Linked DNA regions of Mus musculus: regions 1 and 2 are each linked to region 3. Evidence: chromatin contacts called from public HiChIP or PLAC-seq data. All regions are on one chromosome and are shown on one strand. The core of a region is the stretch at or near the end of the contact, and the rest is flanking DNA. Distances in the headings are between cores, read along the strand shown.

Evidence for each region. HiChIP or PLAC-seq counts read pairs in DNA pulled down with a chosen protein or histone mark.
Region 1: an H3K27ac HiChIP or PLAC-seq map of extraembryonic endoderm stem cells shows a contact between it and region 3. The contact joins the promoter of Ddx50 here to the promoter of Hkdc1 in region 3. A contact is called at or near these places in 1 of 39 promoter capture datasets (pre-B cells), 4 of 484 Hi-C or Micro-C datasets (brain, embryonic stem cells and nephron progenitors), 3 of 115 datasets of contacts at active chromatin or transcription factors (extraembryonic endoderm stem cells, pancreatic cancer cells and trophoblast stem cells) and 4 of 9 other capture datasets (adipose tissue, embryonic stem cells, liver and 1 more).
Region 2: an H3K27ac HiChIP or PLAC-seq map of extraembryonic endoderm stem cells shows a contact between it and region 3. The contact joins the promoter of Ddx21 here to the promoter of Hkdc1 in region 3. A contact is called at or near these places in 3 of 39 promoter capture datasets (the HPC-7 cell line, embryonic stem cells and pre-B cells), 1 of 484 Hi-C or Micro-C datasets (female germline stem cells), 2 of 115 datasets of contacts at active chromatin or transcription factors (extraembryonic endoderm stem cells and microglia) and 3 of 9 other capture datasets (adipose tissue, liver and pancreatic islet).

The regions. Positions count from the first base shown.
Region 1 is chr10:62,649,668-62,653,373 of GRCm38.p6, forward strand. Ddx50 (DExD box helicase 50) reads right to left here and starts at 1,551. Exons shown (of 15, transcript NM_053183.3): 1 at 1,358-1,551. The coding sequence starts at 1,444.
Region 2 is chr10:62,600,942-62,604,319 of GRCm38.p6, forward strand. It overlaps Ddx21 (DExD box helicase 21), which reads right to left and starts at 1,357. Exons shown (of 15, transcript NM_019553.2): 1 at 1,187-1,357. The coding sequence starts at 1,273.
Region 3 is chr10:62,420,212-62,423,781 of GRCm38.p6, forward strand. It overlaps Hkdc1 (hexokinase domain containing 1), which reads right to left and starts at 2,246. Exons shown (of 18, transcript NM_145419.1): 1 at 2,087-2,246. The coding sequence starts at 2,149. It overlaps Gm30322 (a long non-coding RNA gene), which reads left to right and starts at 2,295. Exons shown (of 3, transcript XR_380484.3): 1 at 2,295-2,360.

The DNA of each region.
Region 1 (3,706 bases), core at 301-2,800, 230 kb after region 3:
AACTAAATTAAATATAAAACTAAAATAACGGCTTGAGGTTACATTTATAGTCTACCCTAGAAGCCTACAGTAGTAAAATTCAAAGGGGCAAAGAGCTTTGGCTTGGGAAGATGAAAAGGTTCTAGAGATCACGGTGGTCGTGACAGCACAATTCTATTATAATGACATCAAGTCACACGCTTAAAATGGTATAAAAAAAATAAACCTTGAGCCATGGTCGAATTTAAACCCCAGCACTGAAAAATGGAACTCTCAAATGTAAATTCCAAATTTAGTACGTTCTACAAAAACAGAAAAACGAGAGTTGGGAATAGAGCTCAACGCTGGGCATTTGTCGGGCATAGTGGTGGCCTCACTTCAATGCCCACTGGGAAGGTGACATAAAAGGGTGGCTAGAATTTAAAATTTACCTTCGTGGTAGGTCCTAGGGGGTGTTTCCTCATCTCTAGCACTCTACAGAGTAAATATTTTATCAAGTGTCATCTTTCCCACAGTCATTTTCATCCTCATTCAGCTTTCTTTCTCCAGGTCAAATGTCTCCAGTAAAAATTTTACCTCTGCATTTTTTCTTAACACCATAAGATCCTCTATTTTTCGGGTTCTTTCTTTCTTTCTTTCTTTCTTTCTTTCTTTCTTTCTTTCTTAATGTCTTGGACGGAGGTGGGGATAGAACCTCTACAGGCTCCTGGTGGGCAGGGACTATTCTGCATACTTAATTAGTTTTATCTCCTCGGTCCTCAGCTAAGAGTCTGGCACGATTAGCCTCAATAAAAACCACAGTGGATTGAAAATACTGACAGTAAGGGCTATTCGTAATACAACCCCCACGAACTCCATCACAGCCAACCCCTGGCAAGCCTGGCTTTGACACTGTTCCTTAAGCCTCTATTACCCAATCATGGAGGATTGTAACCCCCTAGGATAGCTTTTCCCGAGACTGCTGCAGACACGACACCGCGACCGGGAGGCAACACATAGGCAAAGCCATCATCATCTCTGTCTCAACTCTTCGAAGGCCCCGGAAAACCAAATGAAGGGACTCGCCGCCTAAGAAAGGGAACACGAGCAGATTCCACGGCGATGGGAGCTCAAGTCTGCCCATCTCTCGGGAGAGATCCGGGCGCAGAGGCCGACGTGGGGCTGAAGTACCACGGAAGCCGGGCCGTTCTCCTCCAGGTCCGGGAGTGCGGCGATGGGGAATGGTCCCTGGGACCTCGGAGGGCTGAGCTCGGCGAAGGGGAAGCTGTCCCTCGGAAACTCGCCCCCGGTCCTGACAGGTCTTTCCCCTTCCTAGACAGCTCCCCTCCCCGCCCAGGCCAGCGCAGCCCGAGGGAGGCGCGGCCCAGCCGCAGCACACCTTTTGCCGCTCCTTCCTCTGGCTCTCGGACTCTTCCAAGGGTGCCTCGAGCTCCATTATGTCTCCCCAGAGGAGTTTCCCGGGCATTACTGGCCGTCGCAACCTCCCGCCCGGCTGCGGTGGCCGCGACCACCTACGGCCACCGAGAGCGTGAAAGGAAGCGGGGGCTGGGCGGCCCCGCCGGCCAGGACCGTGCGTCACTTCCGGGCCACGCACCTCGCGGCGGGAGCAAAGCAAGCCGGAACTCTACAGGAGGAAACTCTCCCAGAGAGTCGCAGCCTCCCTCGGCCAATGAAAACCTGAGTGGCCCCGATGGGCCCGCCCACGGTCTGAAGTGACAGGCTTCTCCAGAGCACGGGCCAATCTCCAGGAAGGACGCTCGCCTCCCCTGGCGCGGCACGCAGAATTCCAAGTGTTCCCCTCCCCCCGCTCGGAACGCCTCCCTTCCCAGCATGCCCTGCAACGCTCGCGCAGCCCCCTCGCAGGCGGCGGGGAGCGAGGGGCTGACGCGCGACGCAGCGGCTCGTGGGCAAGCACGAGCTGAGGCCGGCGGGAGCGCCACGCGCCGTACAGCCATTCGCCGCCGGAAACTGCAGCCCTCCGCCCCGCCCCCGCCCCGCCCCGCCCCCCGCAGTGGGTGGAGCGTTAGCCTGTAACGGTACCTGGGCATTGACGTCGAGGCTTCCCGGGGTCAGCAGAATCTGCAGGGGTCTGAAGCCGAGGGGCCGCCTCAAGGATATTAGCTCCTTATGCAGGCGTTAAGTTATGGCTTCACTTTTAGTTCTCACGTATCCCAGAAGAAACCAAACCCACCCGAGAAGCGAATTTATTTGTCCAAACTCAGTAGCGCTTGTAAGACTTGAAAAGTGATCGGAATCCGCGATGGGCACAGCGCTCTCACAGCTGTAATTTCCCAGAGTTGCAAGGCGAATGCTCGCTCCTATGAAACAGAATAGGGAAAAATCTAAAGGATAAGAAAAGCAAGTCCAATGTGTCTGACAGATGACCTGCTTGTAATACGTACATTTAATCTTAAGGTTCAGGATTAACTGCCTCTGAGGTACAAATTTATATGAAAGATATCAGTGTCAGCGAATTGACTTCTTGGTCTTTATGTATATTCACAAAGATTGGGCTCGATCCCCTGTACCTCACAGACCAGGCAAGCCTACTACCAATTGAACAACAATCCCAGTCCTCAAACCTTGTTTATCATGTTCTCTTTATTCAGTCAATCAGCTATTACATTCCTGAGGGAAGATGACACCAAACCTAGATGTAGGTACAGGGCATTCTTGCAAACTACATAATGTCTAGTGTAGCAGTCTTGTAATCTGAGCCTCAAACACAGGCCTTAAAAAAATTACAGCTACACGTCCTGAGTTCTATGATTAGACTTAAATAACCGGGACCACAATATTTTAAATTTGTGATAGCTTCCAGAATTCTATGAAAATAAGGACTGGCTTAACATCAATGACTTTGTCTGAATGTAGTCTTATGGATTCAGTTTTATAACACCAGGTGTGTTCAAGGAATGATGGTGAAAAAGGCTTTTCCCACAAGTTGGATGAATAGTTATGGGTCTCTACATCTAAATCTTTACAAATCTAAATCTCAATAGCTTTTCTAAATTCTTTTTCCTCTTAGCTACACCCAGTTCTACAGCAATACACTATGCCCCTACAACGGAATATGCTATGCATAGGAACAGTTAATAAGGTGAAGAATGCCACACACATGGGTATAAAGGGAGCAGATGCTGTCTTGTGGCTGAAAATCACTCAAATGAAGTGCATTTTTACCTTCTTAGGATCCTATTTTTGGCATTTTTTTTCTCATACCAAACCTCACAGCAAACCTGAAAAGGACTAGATTCTATTAGTCATTCAAGTGACTGCTTCCCAAATTGTGACACCTTCGGCGCCAACAAATGTGGCCTTTCTAAGTCCTAATGGCCTGAACTAATTCTCTTATCAAGTGGGGAAGGAGATTGGAGATCTACACATGAGTAACTTGCCCAAGGAGTGAAGGACTTGGTCGATATTAGCTTAATTGATCAGGAAACATGGGAACAGGAACTATAATTTTAATTTAAAACTCAAAAGATTTATGTCTGATCGTGAGATTTGGAACCAAGGGGAATTAAAACAACATATCATTTATTTTTCTCACTGCTGGGACAAAATACCTGAGAAGAGACTTAAGCGTTTTATTTTGGGTCATTTTGGCTTATAGCTGGAGGCTAGAGTCCATCGGGGTAGGCAAGATGTGGCAATAGGCGTACAAGGCAGCTGGTCATATTTCATCTGCTAGAAAAAGAAAAATGAACAATGGTGCTCACCTACC
Region 2 (3,378 bases), core at 107-2,606, 180 kb after region 3:
CAGGTTTCTTTTCCCTCCAAAATTTCTATATGGTAAAACACTCAAGAAATGTGTACTTCAATGTGGATTCTCGTAGACACTATATGAAACAAAACTACCAAAAAAATTCATATATCATTTGCGTCTGTGAAACTTTATTTGGACTTTATTTAAATGTGCAACTTTTCATATGGAAAATTTGTACCGATTATTAGCCACCTACTAGATAGACTCTAGTAGTGTTCCAGGCAGTAAAGACTAAATCATAATGGACTAAATTCTCAAATCATGGCCTAAGGTAGCGATTCTCAACTTTTCAAATAGTTCATATTGTAGTGACCCCCAACCAGAAAATTATCCCGTTGTTACTTTAATTTTTGCTACCGTTATGAATCATAATATAAACATCTGCAGATTATCTGTCAGGCTGAGAACCGCTGGGCTAAGGGCTAGAGCTACAGTGGGACAGCACCTGCCAACACGTGAGCTGCCCAAGGTTTGGTCCTGGTACCACAAAAACCATCTTAAAAATACTGTATCGTGGACAATCTCTCCGCCCCATGAACATGTTATCTACTACATATATGAAAAACAGTAAGTCGAGTTCGGAATATAAACGCGTAGCTAGGTCCCTCCCTCCTGACTTCAGCATCAGGCAGCTGAACACGCGGATGTGAACGCTGTGCGCCCAGTGATTTCCACCTAATTCAAATACTACTGCTGCTCCTTTAAAAGGCTCCTACCTTCAAAGTCAACAGAGACAGCAAAAAAAAAACTCAATTAAGTCGTACAACATAGGAGTTCCGGGATAATTTCCGAACCCTCCTACTTTGATAGATACTGTCACAAGTTTAATATTTTTATGCAAGGAATTAAGAAGAGACAAGGCGATTTAACAGTGCTCACACAGATCCTTCTATATAATAGGGTGATCACTTAGCCAACCACGTTTTCTGTTTTGGGTTTTCTTTTTTTTTTCTTTTCTTTTCTTTTTTAAAGAGGGAACTGTGTCTGTGTGTCACAGCAGATGCCGACCATGTGCGCAAGTTTCAGACTTTGCCGTCTTCGGCTCTGGTCCGCACTGTGACGCGATCGGCAATCCCTTCCGCACTCCCAAGCCTGACCAGCCGACACGGCGTGTCAGAGGGCCGGCCACGAGCTCCCGGCCCGGCCCAGTTCGGGGACACCCCCCTCCCCCCAGGCTCACCTTCTCGCTTGGCTTCGGCAGCGTCTCCATGCTCTCCTCGGCCCCGTCTGAGCCCAACTTGGCCCCACTGCGGAGTTTTCCCGGCATTATTCAGCAGCAGCTTCTCAGGCCTACCGGCTTCCTCAACCGCGTGCTAGGAGAGAGGGCGACAGAGAAAGCGGACCGCCCCTCAGCCGGGCCTATTCGTCACTTCCGCAGCGGAGTGCATCCGGCGGAAGTAGCGTGTACCGGCAAGGCTGCGGTTCGCGCGGCTTTGGGTGAGACCCGTGTGTGCGGCGTGGAGGTGCTCTGCGCGGTCTAACGACAGCGGGATCGCCACGGCTAGACTTGGAGAACGGCCTTGAATCTTACCCTGCTGCCTCCGCTTGCCGAGTCTGGGATTACCAGCTGGCAACATTTTCCCATGAAAAGCTGCGATGTGTACGCTACCTGTGGAAAACGGCTGGGTGGTGACAGATAAACCCAGGTGCTTTGGTGAGCACCGGAATTCAGGGACCGGCGAGATACCACAGTTCTGGTGACCTGAATTTGTGATCCCTGGAAAACAGAACCAGCTGTGCAGTTTTATCGTGCACGCGCTCAGTGGCACCCAGGACACGCATATGCGTGCTGCACAATATGAACAATTTAAAAGAACCAGAATAGGCAGGGCATATGGGGTGCACGCCGCTAATCTCAGCACCCAGGAGCCAGAGGTAGATGGATCTCTATCGAGTCCAGCGTGGTGCACATAGTTCAAGGCTAGCCCGACACATGATGAGATTGTCTCAACAGCTCTCTCCCCGACCCCAAGTAACAACAAAAAATACCCACAATTCACAAGTCTGGCCCTTTATTCATGTGTGCACTTTATAAACTTCCGGGTATTCTTGTATGACGGACAGGGTTCGTTTTTTTGTGTTTTGTTTTTCGAGACAGGGTTTCTCTGTGTAGCCCTGGCTATCCTGGAACTCACTTTGTAGATCAGGCTGGCCTCGAACTCAGAAATCCGCCTGCCTCTGCTTCCAGAGTGGACAGACAGGATTCTAATAACATCCAAGCCCTGCTTGTCCTCAAGCACTACAGACCAAAGTTTCTCAAGGGGGTCGACACTCCGTTGGGGTTCAACGACCCTTTTACCAGTGGTCATATATCAAATATTTACATTAAGATTCAATAGCAAAATTACAGTTTTGAAGTAGCAATTTTTTTTTTCAGAGCTGAGGACTGAACCCAGAGCCTTGCGCTTGCTAGGCAAACGCTCTACAGCTGAGCTAAATCCTCAACAACTAAAATTAATTCATTTTATGGTTGGGGATCACCACAACGTAAGAGGCATTAAAGGGCTACAGCATTAGGAAGACTGAGAACCACTGTTATAGACTAATGTAAGAGATGGACAGTTATCACTGGGTTTGAGGGCACACTCAGCCCCTTGACAGGGCCTTGAGACTAGGAATGGATTCCCAAAGATGCCTAAGTTGGAGAGTTTACTACTACCATTGGATAAGGGAAAGAGGCCAATTGAATGATCAGTGACAATGCTCGTTTTGAGTCAGGCTTTCACTGTACACCCGTGACTGCCCTTGAACTCAGAGATCTGCCTATGCTGGGATTAAATATTTGCACGACCACACTGGTAATACGTTTTAGAACTTCTTCTGAAGAACCAGTGATTCGGGGACTTGGGAGACAGTTTATCACAGTAGTTTGAAAAATGAAAGTGAAACCGATTCTCTTCTTTATGTGAGTTCTGGGTATCGAACTCAATTCTTCAAGCTTGCATCAAGAGGTAGCAAACACCATATGGACTGAACCATCTCACAGGCCCTAAGATATTTCTAAATGGATCCATTGTAATGTATGCTAATTTTGAGGAGACAACGGAGTGTAGTGAAAGAAACTCTGGATTCAAATCTTGAGCACTGCACTGCGTTTGGACTTGGGGTCTGAGGTGAGCCTCAGAAGGCTGAAATGCAAAATACTCACGGAAAAAAGAAAATAAAGTTGTGTGTCACCCCTGCCCAGCTAAGATTTTTTTTTCTTTTAAGATAGAAGCTATTATTTAATTTTGTTAGAAGCCCTACTGATAGAAAAGGTAACCTTTAGCAGGTAGATCGTTGAAATGCACCTTGCCAACATTTAGCTACATGCTTATCACCACACTTGAAGTGATGATACAAGAAGCCTTTCAATAGCTGATGAAAACAAAG
Region 3 (3,570 bases), core at 996-3,495:
CACACACACACACACAAACACACACATAACTTTGCAATGTTGACATACTAAACTGTGAACACACACACACACACACACACACACACACACACACACACACACACTGAAGGCCCCGTCTGCCTTGTTCTTATGAATGAACCATCTCTGAGAGTCAATGACCAGGTGCAACCCAGCTTTATCAATAGGTCAAATACATCAATATATTGAACTGGAAACGAATGTCAGACAGTGGCCTTCTTTTTGACTTCCTGTCATTCTGAGATTTCCAAACACAGTGCAAGGGTCTAATGAATAATCTTGGAAGGCAAGCATCCCAGGACCTTGACAACTCCAGGGGCAGGAAGCGTGTAAACCGTCGGACAGGAACCACTGAATTACCACACAGACAACACACTTTGCCTTTAGACGAGCTGTTTTTGGCCTGTGGAGGAATGTCCTCCAAGCTGTGAGTCAGACTGGCTACAAACCAGTCTACTCACAAGCCCAAGAGACCTGCTGGGCCCTTGATTAGGCTTGGGGGATTCATGACTTTCTTGCTTTTCACCGTGAGGGGAGGAACTCAACCCAGGTATTGACAGAGGCTCTGGAATGCCTTGTTTGAACCTGTTCCTGGGCTGGTGGACAAACATGCTCCAGCCTTATCCCAGGCTAGAACAAAAGGTGAGCCACTGTACGGAGTCGGGGGGATGAAGTGACTGCAAACTAAAGGTTTCAGTCTCAAAGATTATCCTTAGGGCTGGCCTCTCCGCCCAGCTGGGAGAAACAGCAATGAGTTCTGAAACAGGGCTGCAAAGGACTTTACACCCCTCAAGCAGTCAGCAGAGGGGGTTCTGGGAATCTAGTCCAACAAATGACAGAATGAAAAGCTGTCAAAGCAAATGGGTTTCTACTCTCCGGCTTGCCCTGGCTCTCATGGACTGCAGACAGGCGGCGTTTACCCACTAGCAAAGAAGGGGCTACAAGGGGGCCATACTTCTTCTTTCAAAGTTTGAAAAGCATTTAGAAGGCTAGAGGAGGCATCTGCCAGTTTCAGTGTACTGTTAGTGCCCGGGTGACCTTGGCAGAGTCTGGTTGCCCAGAGGACTCCTGTTGTCAATGGAGATGCTACATCCTCCTCCTTGCAGCTGTCAGCAGCCAGTGAGTGTGACCAGGGACACAGGCTGCACTCATTTTAGCTGCCAGGAGATAATCCTGGTCTCATCAGTCAACTAGAGCCCATCTTGATTTTGTAGCTGGGGCAAAGTAGCCAAAAAACTCTGACCTATTAATAGGACAATAGGACATGCTGAAAATTACAACTGTGTTAAAATGTACATGCCAGCCATGCCGAGTAGGTTGTAATTCCAGGCACTTGGGAGACTGAGATTGTAGTCTCAGACCAGAGTGGGCCATATAAGACCCTGTGTCAAAATCATAAAATAAACCCCAGGTTTTCTCTTGGTGCCTTTATTTCCATTTGATTTCAAACACATGAATAATCGGATGCACTTTTAAAAGTTCTCTTTCTAGCCGGGCGTGGTGGCACACGCCTTTAATCTTAGCACTTGGGAGGCAGAAGCAGGCAGATTTCTGAGTTCGAGGCCACCCTGGTCTACAAAGTGAGTTCCAGGACAGCCAGGGCTATACAAAGAAACCCTGTCTCGAAAAACCAACCAAACAAACAAACAAAAAGATCTCTTTCTTTATAAACGACTCACCTTCGTCGTGGCCTTGCCCCTAAATGGCCCTGAATTGGGCACAAAGTTCCTAGAACTTTTTGAAGACTTCCAATTTCCCATATTTGCCAAGAGGCTCTGACTGAAAGCCGGGACGAGGGACAATGAGCAATGTGGGACACTTACTACCTCTTCCTCCCTGAGACATTCACTGGTATTGGCTCCCTGTATCTTTTCCAATAAAGTCTCTTAAATACTTTTTCCTTTCCTGCTGGGGCTTGAACCCAGGACGTTATAGAAGCTAGGTAAGCACTCTAGAGCTGCCCTCCCCACCCCTGCCCCAGTGCCTTAATTCCTTTTGCTGTTGAGAGGGAGTCTGTTGGGTCTGTCAGCGTAGACTGGGCCAGACACCTCAGCTTCAGAGTCCTTACCTTCTTGATCTGGTCCTCCTTCAGCTTGGTGAAGTAAAACGCCACCAAGTGTACTGCAAACATGTTCCCAAGTGCGGTTGTTCCCGAGAGCGCCGAGTCTTCAGTACACTCTCTGTCTGCGGAGTGCTGCACGCCTCTAGTTTGGGCGGGGAGGTGGGTGCTTGGGCTAAATACTTCCAGCTGCTCGGTTCAATGATTAAACTTCGCCCGTCTTTGGTCCCTCCCTCCGCCACACACTCGATTGTCTAACAGGAGGCTCTGGTGGGAGCTGAAGGTAAGCAGAGGGGAAGGCTGGGGATTGATGGCTCACTTGACTATTTGAGAACTGAGCATCGAGAAAATCTTGTTGCTAAGTGACACACTAAGGCCTGTGCTCTAAGACCACTCAGCTAAGGAAAAGCTTGTGAGAAGTTGGGGGTGGGGTGGGGGGAGCAAAACAGAGCCAATTTATGAACTAAATCCCAGTTCCAGAATTCCTCTTCTCAGCGAGGCAACAGGACTGTAGACTCCTGGTATCCTAGGCAGCGTCTTTGGTTTTGTTTTTTGTTTCCAGATGGGTTTCACTGGTATTGGCTCCCTGTATCTTTTCCAATAAAGTCTCTTAAATACTTTTTCCTTTCCTGCTGGGGCTTGAACCCAGGACGTCATAGAAGCTAGGTAAGCACTCTAGAGCTGCCCTCCCCACCCCTGCCCCAGTGCCTTAATTCCTTTTGCTGTTGAGAGGGAGTTCGTGTTATAAGGAGTACTGTGTAAAACTGGCTGCTCTGGCTGTGGACCAGGCTGGCCTCGAACTCAGAGATCCACCTGCCTCTGCCTCCCGAGTACTGGGATTAAAGCTGTGTGCCACTGCTGCCTGGCTTCTGAGGCACCATCTTAACTAAGGCTAAGCAGTGTCCTGGTCCTGCAGATTCAAAAAAAAAAAAAAATGCTGAGACAATTCCTCTACTGTGGCAGATAAGCTAATGAGAAGTAATCAATACTCCACAGTGGTAAGCCAGACAGCCTTTAGTAGCTTGGGGCTGCTCTCTCTCTCTCTCTCTCTCTGTGTGTGTGTGTGTGTGTGTGTGTGTGTGTGTGTTGGGAGGTGGGGGCATTAAGAATGGAAGCCACCAGGCCCTGCTGGAGTGCTGCGCAGGAAGGATGTACTACCATTGAGACACCTGGTTTCTTGCCCTCTGCTCTCACCATGCGTGGTATGAGAAGGATCTGCCACATGGGAACACAACCTTTTGCAGTCCTCCCAGCCACTGGCTGGTTAGTGAATTCAGTGATGGCCAGCAAGGCCATCCACTCCAGGATGGGATATGAGATTATGACAAGGAGTGGGCAGAAGGAAAACAACCAAAATCAAAGACTTCTACAGTGTCCAGTAGCCTGGGAGTGAGGCAGGCAGGCAGGCAGCCTATGGGATTTCACTGAGGCAAAGGACAGCAAAGGCTGTTCGTGTTATAAGGCGTACTGTGTGTTGTCTAAGCACAGGAGAG